Linked DNA regions of Sus scrofa: region 1 is linked to region 2. The links are chromatin contacts, called in public promoter capture Hi-C maps. All regions are on one chromosome and are shown on one strand. The core of a region is the stretch at or near the end of the contact, and the rest is flanking DNA. Distances in the headings are between cores, read along the strand shown.

The links. Promoter capture Hi-C pulls out the DNA fragments that hold promoters and counts their contacts.
Region 1: a promoter capture Hi-C map of liver shows a contact between it and region 2, with 2.1 times the contacts expected there. The contact joins the promoter of RNASEH2C here to the promoter of EIF1AD in region 2. A contact is called at or near these places in 1 of 5 promoter capture datasets (liver) and 1 of 2 datasets of contacts at active chromatin or transcription factors (alveolar macrophages).

The regions. Positions count from the first base shown.
Region 1 is chr2:6,559,700-6,565,864 of Sscrofa11.1, reverse strand. It overlaps RNASEH2C (ribonuclease H2 subunit C), which reads right to left and starts at 2,772. Exons shown (of 4, transcript XM_005660692.2): 1 at 2,526-2,772; 2 at 2,151-2,335; 3 at 1,952-2,071; 4 at 1,584-1,710. The coding sequence starts at 2,697. The coding sequence ends at 1,684. KAT5 (lysine acetyltransferase 5) reads left to right here. Exons shown (of 14, transcript NM_001243915.1): 12 at 528-687; 13 at 811-892; 14 at 985-1,533. The coding sequence ends at 1,119.
Region 2 is chr2:6,332,999-6,339,142 of Sscrofa11.1, reverse strand. It overlaps EIF1AD (probable RNA-binding protein EIF1AD), which reads right to left and starts at 4,261. Exons shown (of 6, transcript XM_003353773.4): 1 at 3,435-4,261; 2 at 2,497-2,678; 3 at 2,292-2,400; 4 at 2,086-2,194; 5 at 1,864-1,914; 6 at 1-1,196. The coding sequence starts at 2,583. The coding sequence ends at 1,052. It overlaps BANF1 (barrier-to-autointegration factor), which reads left to right and starts at 3,817. Exons shown (of 3, transcript XM_005660673.3): 1 at 3,817-4,111; 2 at 4,807-4,945; 3 at 5,166-5,692. The coding sequence starts at 4,823. The coding sequence ends at 5,312. LOC106509306 (a long non-coding RNA gene) reads right to left here. Exons shown (of 3, transcript XR_001306720.2): 3 at 5,846-6,144.

The DNA.
Region 1 (6,165 bases), core at 1,523-4,022, 230 kb before region 2:
CCCCTGGCGAGGACTGGCCTCCCTGCCTGGGGGAGCGCTTTGCCGCTCCCCTCCTTCCTTCCTCACAACCACCAGTCAGGCCAGCCTGGTCTTAGGGCAGCTGATGCTTCTCAGGAACTGACTTGACTTGAGAATCCAAGCGTCCCCTCAGGCCCGGACCAGAGGTGGGGCCTGCCCACTTCTCTCCTCACACGTCCAGGCTGAGTCTAGCATGACAGAGGAAAGCTGGAGCCACTTTCTTTCCACAAGCCACTTCCTCTGTACTCCCCCACCCCAGCTGTAAGCCCTCGCTGGCTCTTAGGTGATTGGACCTGAACCTCTCAGCACACAGCGGAAGAGTATGGTCACTGGTCCTCTGTTAGGAACTGAGGCACAGAACAGACAAGCCATGCATCCAGGCCACAGAACCACCACCTGGCAGGCCCAGGGTGGGAGCCAGGCAGTCTCCCTCTGCAGCCTGTGCTCTTAACAGAGGGTGGCAAAACGCTGGGATCGCTCACCCACCCTCTCCTGCTCCATTGCTTTAGGCTATGAACTCTCCAAAGTGGAAGGGAAAACAGGGACCCCTGAGAAGCCCCTCTCGGACCTTGGCCTCCTATCCTACCGAAGCTACTGGTCCCAGACCATTCTGGAGATCTTGATGGGGCTGAAGTCGGAGAGCGGGGAGAGGCCGCAGATCACCATCAAGTGAGCCTGGCCCTGCCTACCTAGGGGTGCATGGCATATTCCTGGGCTTTCTCACTCCTCGGGCCCTTGGGAGCCTGGGGCAGAGATGAAGCCCCGGGAAACCTGGTCTTTGCCCCTCCACAGTGAGATCAGTGAAATCACCAGCATCAAGAAGGAGGACGTCATCTCCACTCTACAGTACCTCAACCTCATCAACTACTACAAGGTAGGGAGGCAGGCAGGGGAGACAGGTGTGTGCAGGGGAGCAGCGTGCAAGCCCTGCTCGGGCTGACCTGCCTGGCCCCGTCTCCCGTCCAGGGCCAGTATATCCTCACACTGTCGGAGGACATCGTGGACGGGCATGAACGGGCTATGCTCAAGCGGCTTCTTCGGATCGACTCCAAGTGTCTGCACTTCACTCCCAAGGACTGGAGCAAGAGGGGAAAGTGGTGACCAGGCACTGCCCATTAGCAGTGCCGGCAAAGCCAGCAGAACTGGGGCTGACAGCCTATCCCGCCCCCACTGGGGTCTCCAAGAGGCACAGCAAGGGGAGACAGGGCTGAGGACAGCTCCACAGGGAGAGGACAGGCCTGGTAAAGGCCAGCTGGTGCCTAGCACCAAGGAGAGCTCAGGGCTCAGGTCAACTCCAAGGTCAGCTGGCTGCAGGCCCAGGCCTGCTGTGAACCAGGGACCAGAGGGAGCCAGGCAGCTGTGTACAGTGAGATAGGGGGTGGGGTGCTCTGTACAGGGGGCTGGTGGCTGTACAATTTTCTTTTGTAAAGTAGGAATGGGGGGGAGGTACTGGCTGCAAAATTCTGGCCTCTTTTGCCCCACTGCCCCCTGGCAATAAACTGTTTCTATGGGCCAGAGCCATGAAAGGTTCTTGTGGGAGAAGACAGCACTGGCACACTCACAGGTTCTGTGAAGAGCGCCTTTATTGGGGTGACGAAGGCTCCCAAAGTGAAGGGGTTCACTGGAGTGAAGGGATCAGTGGCTTTCAGTTTCAAGGTCTGGTTTTCAGTCCTCTGGTACCTGGGCGTGAATCTGCAACAGGAGGAAATCATCCCTACTATCGGATTGCTGCAGTATAGTGACTAGCTGGCCCAGATACTCAGGGCAGAGATCCAACTGCTCAGAATCATAGACAGGACAGGGAAGAGTGGTGGGAGGCCATGCTGCCCCAGTGTTTTCCCCAGCCCCAAAGCCCCAAGTCCACTCAAGGGCAAGATTCAGCAAACAACTCTGAAGGGGAGCCTGGGAGGGAAGGGCCCATCCATCCACTCACCGCTGCAGCAAGGCTGGGCCAGGTTAGGGCCCCACGCACTTTGGAATCCGGACCAGGGATAGTCTCCAGGCCCCACAGGGTGAAGCTGCTGAAACTGGCTGTGGCGCCGATAAAGCGGTCCTGGGGAAGGGTCCCAGCTCAGCACCCGAGCCGCCGCTCCCGCCTGCACTCCCTTCCAACCCTATACCCCGGTGCTCACGAAGTCCCGCTCCAGCGTCTCCGGGGATTCCATCACTTCGTGGTCCTCCTCCGACCCCTCCGAGAAGTCCTGCTTCCCCACCGACACCTCTCCCTGCTCTTCTGTCATCACGTATCCCACAAGGCCGGGCGGCACCGCCACCTCCTCGCCGCGCAGACTGCGGCCCCGGAAGGACGCTTCCAGCCCTGGAAGAGGCAGGCGCAGGGCCACAGTGACGCCTGATGCAAGGCCTAGCGGGGCAAGCCCGGGAGCAGCCGTCCCCGCCACCTCCGGTGGACCACGAGCCCCGGGAGCCCTCGCGCCGCTCCTTGCCGAGGAGAGCCCGACGCCGGCGCGGGGGCTGCCGGGAGCCGTAGTCCCGCCGCGAGCGCTCACCGTAGGGACCCTGGCGGATGGCTGGGGTGAAGAAGCGCCCCACCGGGGCGGGCCGGCTAACCGGGACCTCGCAGGGCAGAAGGTGCAGCGTGACGGGGGCGGGACTGCGCAGCGTAAAAGGGCGCAGGTGCACGCGGCGCCTGTGCACCGACTCCTCGTCGCTGCTCTCCATGGCTCGGCCGCACCCCGCCGCTCGCTGGCTAAGGCCGAAGCTGGCGCGTGAAGCGCGCAGAGCCTGTCGGGAGGCCCGGGACTCTCAGCCCAGAGCTTCCTGGGAAGCGTAGTCCCTCTTTGAGGCTTCTGCAATCTTGTCCACCGGTGTTCAGGTCCTAGATTTTTTTTCTTTTTAAGGATTCAATGAATTTTATTATAATTGTAGTTGTGCGACCATCATAACCTAATTTTAGAACATTTGCATCCCAAACCCAGATTCCATCCCAACCTGAGGCCTTTGGTAACCGTAAGTTTTTCAAAGTCTGTGAATCAGTTATTAAGTTCATTGTACCCCTTTTTTAGATTCCACGTATAAGTGATAGTATATGATGTTAGTGTCTCACTGTCTAACTTCTCTTAGCATGGTAATTTCTAGGTCCATCCAAGTTGCTGGAAATGCCATTATTTTCATTCCTTTTTGTGGCTAATATTCCATTGTGTATATGTACCACATCTTTATCCACTCCTTCGTTGATGGATCTTTAAGCTGCTTCTGTGTCTTGGATATTGTCTGTAGTGCTGCAATGAACATTGTGTTACATGTATCTTTTCAAGTATGGTTTTCTCTGGATAGATGCCCAAGAGTGGGATTGCTGGATCATAGCCAAATGCTCCTTGGGCTCCTCCTCCCAATGCCAGATCCCCAGGTGTTGGGAACCTGATGTAGGGCTCAGAACTCTTACTCCCGTGGGTGAGCCTCTGCAATATGGTTACTTTCCCGTCTGTGGGCCGCTCACCCAATGGGTATGAGGTTTATATTGAGTAATCGCCCTTCCTAATATCTTGATGTGGCCTCCTCTTTGTCTTTTGGGGTAGGATATCTTTTTTGGTAGTTTCCAGTCTATTTTGTTGAAGGTTGTTCAGCAGTTGGTGGTAATTTTGTTGTTTTCATGAGAGAAGGTGAGTTCCAGTCCTTCTGCTCTGCTATCTTGCCATCTTAATCTTGTCTCTCCCTAGATTTTTTTTTTTTTTTTTTTTTTTTTTTTTTGCTTTTTAGGGCCACACCTGTGGCATATGGAGGTTCCCAGGCTAGGGGTCGAATTGGAGCTGCAGCTGCCAGCTTAAGCCACAGCCACGGCAACATGGGATCTGAGCAACATCTGTGACCTACACGACAGCTCAAGGCAATGCGCCAGATCCTTAACCCACTGAACGAGGCCAGGGATTGAACCCAGATCCTCATGGAACCTAGTTGGGTTCGTTAGCCACTGAGCCACGAAGGGAACTCCTCCCTGGAAAGAATTCTTAATGTGTTCCATTCAGCTACGAAAAGTCAAAAAGTAACAGCCGACACGTGTCCAATAAGTGCTAAGGACTTCCTGCAGGCAGCCCAAAGGGAATGGAGCCTCAGGGTGGAATTAGTGCCCTTAGAAGAAGTGAGCTCTGGAATTCTCTCTGTGGTTCAATAGGATTGGTAGCGTCTCTGCAGTGCCAGGATGCAGGTTCAATCCACGCCAGGTGCAGTGGGTTCTAGATTTTTTCCTTGAGTTTTCCCCCCAATGGTATATTCTTAGTGTAAAAAATTAAAACAAAAAACTTTAAAAGATTAAAACGATTCCTTGAGTTCCTGTTGTGGTGCAGTGGTTAATGAATCCGACTAGAAACCATGAGGTTTCGGGTTCGATTCCTGGCCTCGCTCTGTGGGTCAAGGATCCGGCGTTGCCCTGAGCTATGGTGTAGGTCACAGATGTGGCTCAGATCCTGCGTTGCTGTGGCGTAGACCAGTGGCTACGGCTCCGATTAGACCCCCTAGCCTGGGAACCTCCATATGCCCCGGGAGTGGCCCTAGAAAAGGCAAAAAGCCAAAAAAAAAAAGATTAAAATGATTCCTAAGAGTACACTTTTTATATTACTTGGTAGAGCTTTTCTGGGGGAGTGTGTGTGTTTAACCTACTTAATCCTTTGACCCTTCCTTGAATGTGTTGAAGATGTTTTATCCAAGTTTGCCATTTGTCTTCCAAACCTGTGTATAGGTCATTTTTGTTACACAGAAGACTTTTTTTTTTTGTAGTCAAATTTATCAGCCTTTTATTTTTATTTTATTAGTTTAGTTTAGTTTAGTTTTTTAGGGCCTTACCCTGGCATGGAGGTTCCCAGGCTAGGAGTCTAATTGGAGTTGCAGCTGCCAGCCTACACCACAGCCACAGCAATGCAGGATCCTTAACCTACTGAGTGAGGCCAGGGATCGAACCCAAAACCTCATTGTTCCTGCTGTGCCACAAAGGGAACTCCTCAGCCTTTTGTTTTTATGTCTTTAGTTTTTGCAGTACTCGTTCTTTTTTGATTTCTTAACTCTTCTCTAATGTTTGTTTGTTCAGATACCCAATTTTGATATATTTTGATAAGTAGTCTCATAGAACAGACTCATACAAAGCTGGGTGTTCATTAGGAGTTACAAAACGGATATTCTATTTATCTTTATTTACTGTAATACTTCTATAAAGAAAATGCTCACCAACTCTTTGGTTGTCCATTGGTACAGTGAGCATAAGAAAGGCAAAATAATTGCTTGACACTTTCTTTGTATTTCTGTTTTTGAAATTTTTTCCCTGGCATGTTCCAATGGCGACCTTTAAAAAAAAAGTATCACTATTAAATAATGAATTTTTTTAACCTTTTGAATGTTTCGGTTGTGTTTATTCTTATTTTTTTTGGTCTTTTCTAGGGCCACACTCGTGGCATATGGAGATTCTCAGGCTAGGGGTCTAATCAGAGCTGTAGTTGCCAGCCTACACCAGAGCCACAGCAATGCAGGATCCGAGCCGAGTCTACGACCTACACCACAGCTCACGGCAATGCCAGATCCTCAACCCACTGAGCAAGGCCAGGGATCAAACCCGCAACCTCATGGCTCCTAGTTGGATTCGTTAACCACTGCGCCACGATGGGAACTCCAGTTGTGTTCCTGAAATTGTCCCATCTTTTTCTAGTGGAAACCTCTTCAAATGAGGTCCTGAGTCTTTTGATGTGACCCTAGTAGTCTCTTATAGCTTTCCTTGTTTTCCAGAACCACAGGATAATTCCTGAGTCATCTTAAAAAGTTCCTGCTTCAGACTTGGAATCATCCAAGGATTCTCCAAAGATCTACAGTTCCTTTTTTACAAGGAAGGGATATTTATGAATTCATTTTGACACTAGATGTGCTCATGACTGCTAGATTGTTTCTAGTTGTTTTCAGTTTCTAGATGTTTTCAGTGGACAAAGCTAAGATATATGTATTTTTCTCTTTTAAAGAGAAAATAGGGAATTCCCTTGGTGCAGTGGGTTAAGGATCCAGCGTTGTCATTGCAGCAGCTTAGGTCACTGCTGTGGCGTGGGCTTGATTCCTGGCCCAGGAACTTCTACATGCAGTGGGAGAAGCTAAAAAAGAAAAATAAAATAAAATGAATTTTAGAAAATAGTATAAAATTTTTGGAGTTCTTTTTGT
Region 2 (6,144 bases), core at 3,012-5,511:
GAGGTGGCGCCGGCACTGGTGTTTCGATTCAAATGGCACTGCAACTTCTAGTAATGTCAGGGGTCCGGAGTGACCAGGGATACAGGAAACAGGCCTAGAATAGAAGACAAGGGCACTAGTGACGGGGAGATCAAGGAACGAGGGGGCCATGGTGTGGAACAGCCCACCCATGGGATGCAGAAAACAGTATCAGAGGCAGGGGTAGAAGACTCCAAGCCAGGAGGTAAACCTCTATGTCTGAGCAGTGACTAAAAGGTCAATGCCAGCGAAGAGGAGAGAGAATGTACAGTCAGAGGGAAAAACCTTCCAAGGAGAAATGGGATGATGTGGTTTGCAAGGGGACTGAGCAGTGATGGTTGGAGTAGCCAAAGAAACCACCAACCAGGAGACGTACACAGCAGCAGGGAAGTGGGCACTCCTGCATCATGTGACTAGAAAGCCGGGGAAAGCAGCTTGCGAGGCACTGTGAAACTCTCCCTGAGTGTCTCTTGGAGGCAGGTGGGCACCAAGTCCCACTGTGATCCTGAATGCCTACACTGCCATTAACTGCAAGCAGGCAATGGGGGAAGGGGACACTCCCAGTTCTTAAGCACATGCAGGCCTGGCACTTACTAAGAGCCCAGTGAGCGGAGGAAACCTAGGAAAGATTCCAGCCATTCCTGCCCATGAGGTTACCACCAAAGAGCAGTTTGGGTTTTTTCGGCTTTGCCCGCAACAAGCTGAAGTTCCCAGGCCAGGGATCAAAGTCGCCCAACAGCCGTGATTTGGGCCACAGAAGTGAGGTCCGATTCTTAACCAGCTAGGCCATCAGAGAACTCCCAAAGGGGCCGTTTTTACCCACATGTCCCTCCTCCCTCCAGAGAGCCACTCTGACACCAGCTTAAGTCACCACCCACCAGGGGTTTAATTCTCCCATGTCAGAAGGTCAGTTCAGAGAGGGGCCCTGCCTTGTCCCCATCCAGGGGGAAAGATCTGCAAAGCACCCTGGGAATGTCCAAGCTCAGAGGATCCAAGGGCGAGTCTCAGCCAGAGGAGAAGTGGGTCCGGGGTCTCAGGCTGCCTCCTCCTCTTCGCTCTCCTCCTCACTCTCATGATACTGTCTGCGGTTGGTGTTAACAAAAAGGTCAGAATCATCTTCAGAGCTGGACTTGTCTTCTGACAACCGTGGCTCAGCTGGGAGTTCTGGCTGAGTCTGTCTGCGTGAGGGAAATGGACAGAGTTAGCCCAATGCCTTCTAGGAAAACCAGACCTTCTATCAAGGAGCGCCACAAAAAGGAGGACCATGTGGCTTGATGAGTCAAACAGGGAGCGAATCAGAGCGAAACAGGCTAATAACTACCTCTCCACCCCCAAGCCTAAATAAAGGTTTCTAGAGCTACTAATATACATACATACACATATTCTTTGGCTGCATCTGCAGCATTTGGACGTTCCTGGGCCAGGAATGGAACATAAGCCGTTAGAGTGACAACGCTGGATCCTTAACCTCCTGTACCACCAAGAAACTCCTAGAGCTACTAATTTTAATAATATCAACTCCAACTAACACTCAATGAACCCACGTTGCTTACCAGATAGTATACTAAGCACTTTTAGAACCAACAGCCTCTGTAATTCTTACAAAGCTCCCATTTTTACAGGCAATGACATCAGGCTTAAGAGATTAACCTGCTTAAAGTTACTCAGAACTGACAAAGCCAGGATTTGAAGAAGACATGACTTTCCAGCCATGTGCATAACCACATATGTAAAAGCGCTTGCCACGGCCCCTGCATAGGAAGGGAGGAAGGCTCTATTTTCCCTCAGGGCACCACAGCCAGAAGCCCCATTTTCTGGCTTCCTGCTCTGAGACTTGTGCCTCACCTGTTACTGTTATCATCGTGTTTCTCAGCCACTTCGGAGAAGGCCTGTGGCCTGTGCCAAGAGAAGAGCCAAGGTCAGAAAGGACAGAGAAACCTCTGGGCAAAAAAGCTATTTCCAGCTGATCCAGCCTGGGACACTGGGACCTCCCCTCCCCCCAATTCCAGTGCTAGGAAGTCGGTCCCTCAGAAGCCATGCAGCCAGTGACCAAGGGGCTCACCCTACCAGAGCCCTTCCTTCTGTAGAGCGCGCACATGATTTCTGCAGAGCACAAAGGAGATCTCGGCCTTCACTTTCTCTCCCTCTTCAATAGGGTCAACAATGAGAAAGTCCCCTACAGACAGAGAAAAGGAAAAGGGAAGTCAGCCCTGCTGGCAGAGAGGGAAGCCAAGGCTATCAGAATTGGTCTCCTAAAGGGCTGCCTCTCTCACCTCTCTTGATCCAGATGTTCTTGCGGTATTTGGAGGGCATGCTCACCAGGAAGTGCTGCCCCTGGGCTGTCTCCACCTCATGCAGATTGTTCCCTGGGGTCCTGAGCACCTGGTCCAGAAGAGACCAAGTACCAGTCAGCATTATCAGCCAGCTGCAACCCTTGCTGAGCTACAGTCACCCTGTCCCCACCCCAGTGCCACTCACCCTGACGATCTGCTGCCGGTCGGAGGGCACCATGTGCTCCCCCAGCACCTCCTTCACCACGTGCTTCCTCTTGGTGGCCTGAGACATGTTGTTGGGTCCTGTCCCAGGGTGGGGGTGAGGGATGCAGAGACTGTCAGCTCCTCTCCCTGAGTTTCTTGGATGGCAGTCTCAGAAGGACTATTCTAAAGATGGGGAGGGACCTTTTACTGGGGAGGACACAGTGTCAGGTTAAGGAGAACTACTTGCATTCAAATCCCACCTTGGGTATTTCATGACTGTTCAATTTCTCTAGACTTCAGAGAAAAACAATAGCTAACTTAGAGCACTGCTCTAAGAATGAGCATAAGCAAAGCACTTAGCACTGTAAAGCACGTAAAAACAACTCGTGTGACAAGAGTTCTCCTGTGGCATAGCAGGTTAAGGATCTGGCATTCTCACTGCAGGGGCTCAGGTTGCTGCTGTGGCACAGAATCAATCTCTGAGCCGGGAACTTCCATGTGCTGCAGGCACGGCCAAAACAAATAAACAAATTTAAAAATACAACGGTAAAAACTAAACACGGGTTTCAGGAAAACAAGTCATTCTGGCAACCAGGGGGAGAAAGAATCACATAAACTCTTCTTCGGTATGCCTGTACATCCCAAGCGTAGCACAGCCACACAAACAGATGCTCAATCTCTCAACATACCACAGACATGGACCAGGGAGAAGAATTCAAGTTAGGAACAAGTTAACTAAGGTCAGGGCCGGCCGACATGGTCTTTGGCATCTGCTGTTTATGATTTGGGTACTGAGAAGACGAGGACTGATGCGCACACAGAAGACGGCCGGTTTCCAAAGGAAACGCCGAAGTGTCATCTCTAGTTGCCGTCCCCTGCCTGCCCTCCTCCCTTCCTACCCCGAAGGAAAGACGCTCAGTGAGAGAAACCCAAACTTACTCTCTGGCCCTCGGATCCCACGGGCGATGCCTGAAGCGGAACGACCCCGTTCTCCAGGCTGGACGCTGAACACGTCTCGTCAACGACTCGCTTTGTAGCTGAGTCAACGAGCGCACAGAAAATGGACTTGCCGGCGGTCGCGCCGGTGAAGACCCCTTGGACTCAAGTCTCTTACAAGCCGGACGGCGAGGAAGACAGCACGCGCCGGCCCGAGGAAACCCCTTACTTCCGGCGCTCTCTCGGAAGCCTCCCAGCCACACCTCCCTCCTTGTCCGCTCCTCTAATTCTTCCCACCACCAAGTAGGCCACGTTTAATCCTTAAGTTCCAAATGTCGCGCCGCCGAGAAATAAAGTTTTCTCCTCCCAGGCCTCTGCTCCCTCAGACCGGAAATATTTCCCGAGCAGTGAGACCACAGAAAGCTGCCCGGCTTCCCGCAAAGCAACCGGAAAGGAGCGCCTCCTAAACGCACGCTGGCGCGCCGCCCCCTCAACCCCGGCCCAATCTCAACTCTATGACTTCACGCGGCTAGAGGTGCCCAATGTAATTTTGGGTTTTTTTTTAAGGCGGCTCTTGAGGCGACCCGGAAGCGGAAGTGGGGCGAAAGTTCTAGCGGGTCGAGGCATCCGCAGGAGCGGCCGGGTGGCGGGAGAGGCCGTTACGGGAACCGGAGCTGCGGGTGAGTGCGAGCCGCGGTGCAGGGCCCAAGCTGGAGACTGGCGGAGGCGCGGGGAAGAGAAGGGGAAAGGCGCCTCAAGCACTGCGGCGGGCCAGAGGATGCGCCCTCGGAGAGGGATCGGCCGGGGCGCGGCGCGCGAGCGCAGAGGCGCGGGGAGGGGGCGGGGCGCGGCGCGCTGGGGGCGGGGCCGGCGGCGTGGGGCGCGGCGGGAGCCCTGGCGTGCAGCCCGCCGGGCTGGAGAAGCCGCTTCGCTTCTGCTTTGTGATTAGCTGGCGGGCCGGGTGGGACAGAGTCCTTCATTTGCTTTACGGGCCAGGTAGCCGTTGCAGGCAGGGTCAGTGCCACTTGGGCCCAGCCAAGGTCACCGAGGAGTGACAATTTCAGGGCGAGCCCTGGGTCCTGACAGACTCTTGGAATCTTGACTCTGCTCTGCGTGCGCCACCTGTTAGAGCAAGATAGTGTTGCCTCTGGGGTGGTACCGAAACCAGCTCCTGCAAGGAGTGGAAGAGATTTCTCTTTTGAATAGTGAGGAAAAGACTCCTTAGGCTTCGCTTTTTTCGTCCGTGAAGTGGGGGGAGAAGCGAGTAAGCTTCTGCGATGACTGGTCGAGCGTCCTCTTAACTGTGAGATTGGTAGTGGGCCCTCAGGAGTTCCCGGGTTTTCAGCCCTAACCTGCCTTTTCTTGGGATTCTCAGGTTAAGCTTGATCAAGATGACAACTTCCCAAAAGCACCGAGATTTCGTGGCAGAGCCCATGGGGGAAAAGCCAGTGGGAAGCCTGGCCGGGATTGGTGACGTACTGGGCAAGAAGCTGGAGGAAAGGGGCTTTGACAAGGTGTGGGGTGGCTGCGTGCAGCTGGGGAGGGCTGAGGATGGCCTGCTGGGCTCTTTCCTGGCAGTTGGGGCGGGAGGAGAGTGAGTGGACCCGTTGGGGGTGGGCAGTGGCATGTATTCTGCAGGGCTAGCCAGAGCCGGCCCTGCTTCCTAGGCTGAGGGCCTCGTTCCTGGTCCGCAGAGCACCTAGCAGCATGCCCTTCCCTCTGCCTGTCTTGCAGGCCTATGTGGTCCTTGGCCAGTTTCTGGTGCTCAAGAAAGATGAAGACCTCTTCCGGGAATGGCTGAAGGACACGTGTGGCGCCAATGCCAAGCAGTCGCGGGACTGCTTCGGGTGCCTCCGGGAGTGGTGTGATGCCTTCTTGTGATGCCCTCCGGGGAGCCCCCGACCCCAAGCCCCAGCATTGAGTCTCCAGAGTTTGCAGCCAAGCCAGGACTCCTCCCCCATCCTCTACAAAGGAAAAGATTGCTGTTGTGTGCACTTCCAACGTACTCCAGCATCTTTTGGGAGTTCTCTCCCCTCACCATGTCACCTTTTTTGGAATTCTCACACTTGCATGCATCTCCCTTCTCCTTTCCTTGCCAGTTTCATGTCAGCAATTACCAGCTTTTCTGAGTGAATTCCTGGTCCTGGCCCTTACCCCTACCCTCACTTCTGATCTGTTTTATGCCATGTTTGGCCCTCTTTTTGGCAGAACAGTTCCTGTCCTTGTAAAGTTTTCTAAATCAATAAAGTCAGTGGCCTTCATGCCTGGGCTCTGTCCATGGAAAGCAGGTGGGCTGGGAGCTCCCTGTTCCCCAGGGCCCGGCCAGGTTTGCCACACTCCTTATCAGTGCACGTCGAAACCGGCAGCTTCTGGCTCCAGAGGGCAGCCATCCTGGCCACGTGGGCCTTGGGCCAGGTGCCTCGGAGTGTCTCAATCCCTTAGTGATGTGGGAGAGGGTGTGGGTTGATCCCTTCCTGGGGTCCAGGTGGGCTGGGGTGTTCCAGATGTCAGCGTGGTCAGCTGGGCTAGGCAGCACCTGGTGGAAGACAGTTGGAGTCAGCGCTGCCAGGAAAAGGGTGGACCAGATGTGGGCGAGGGTTTACCTGATAATCGTCATGTGCTCTCCTGGCCTCCGGTAGGAGTGGACAGGGTTTTTGCAATCTGCCCTGTTCTCTTAGGCTTAGGCGGGAGCAGCGGGGGTGTGGGTGGGTGA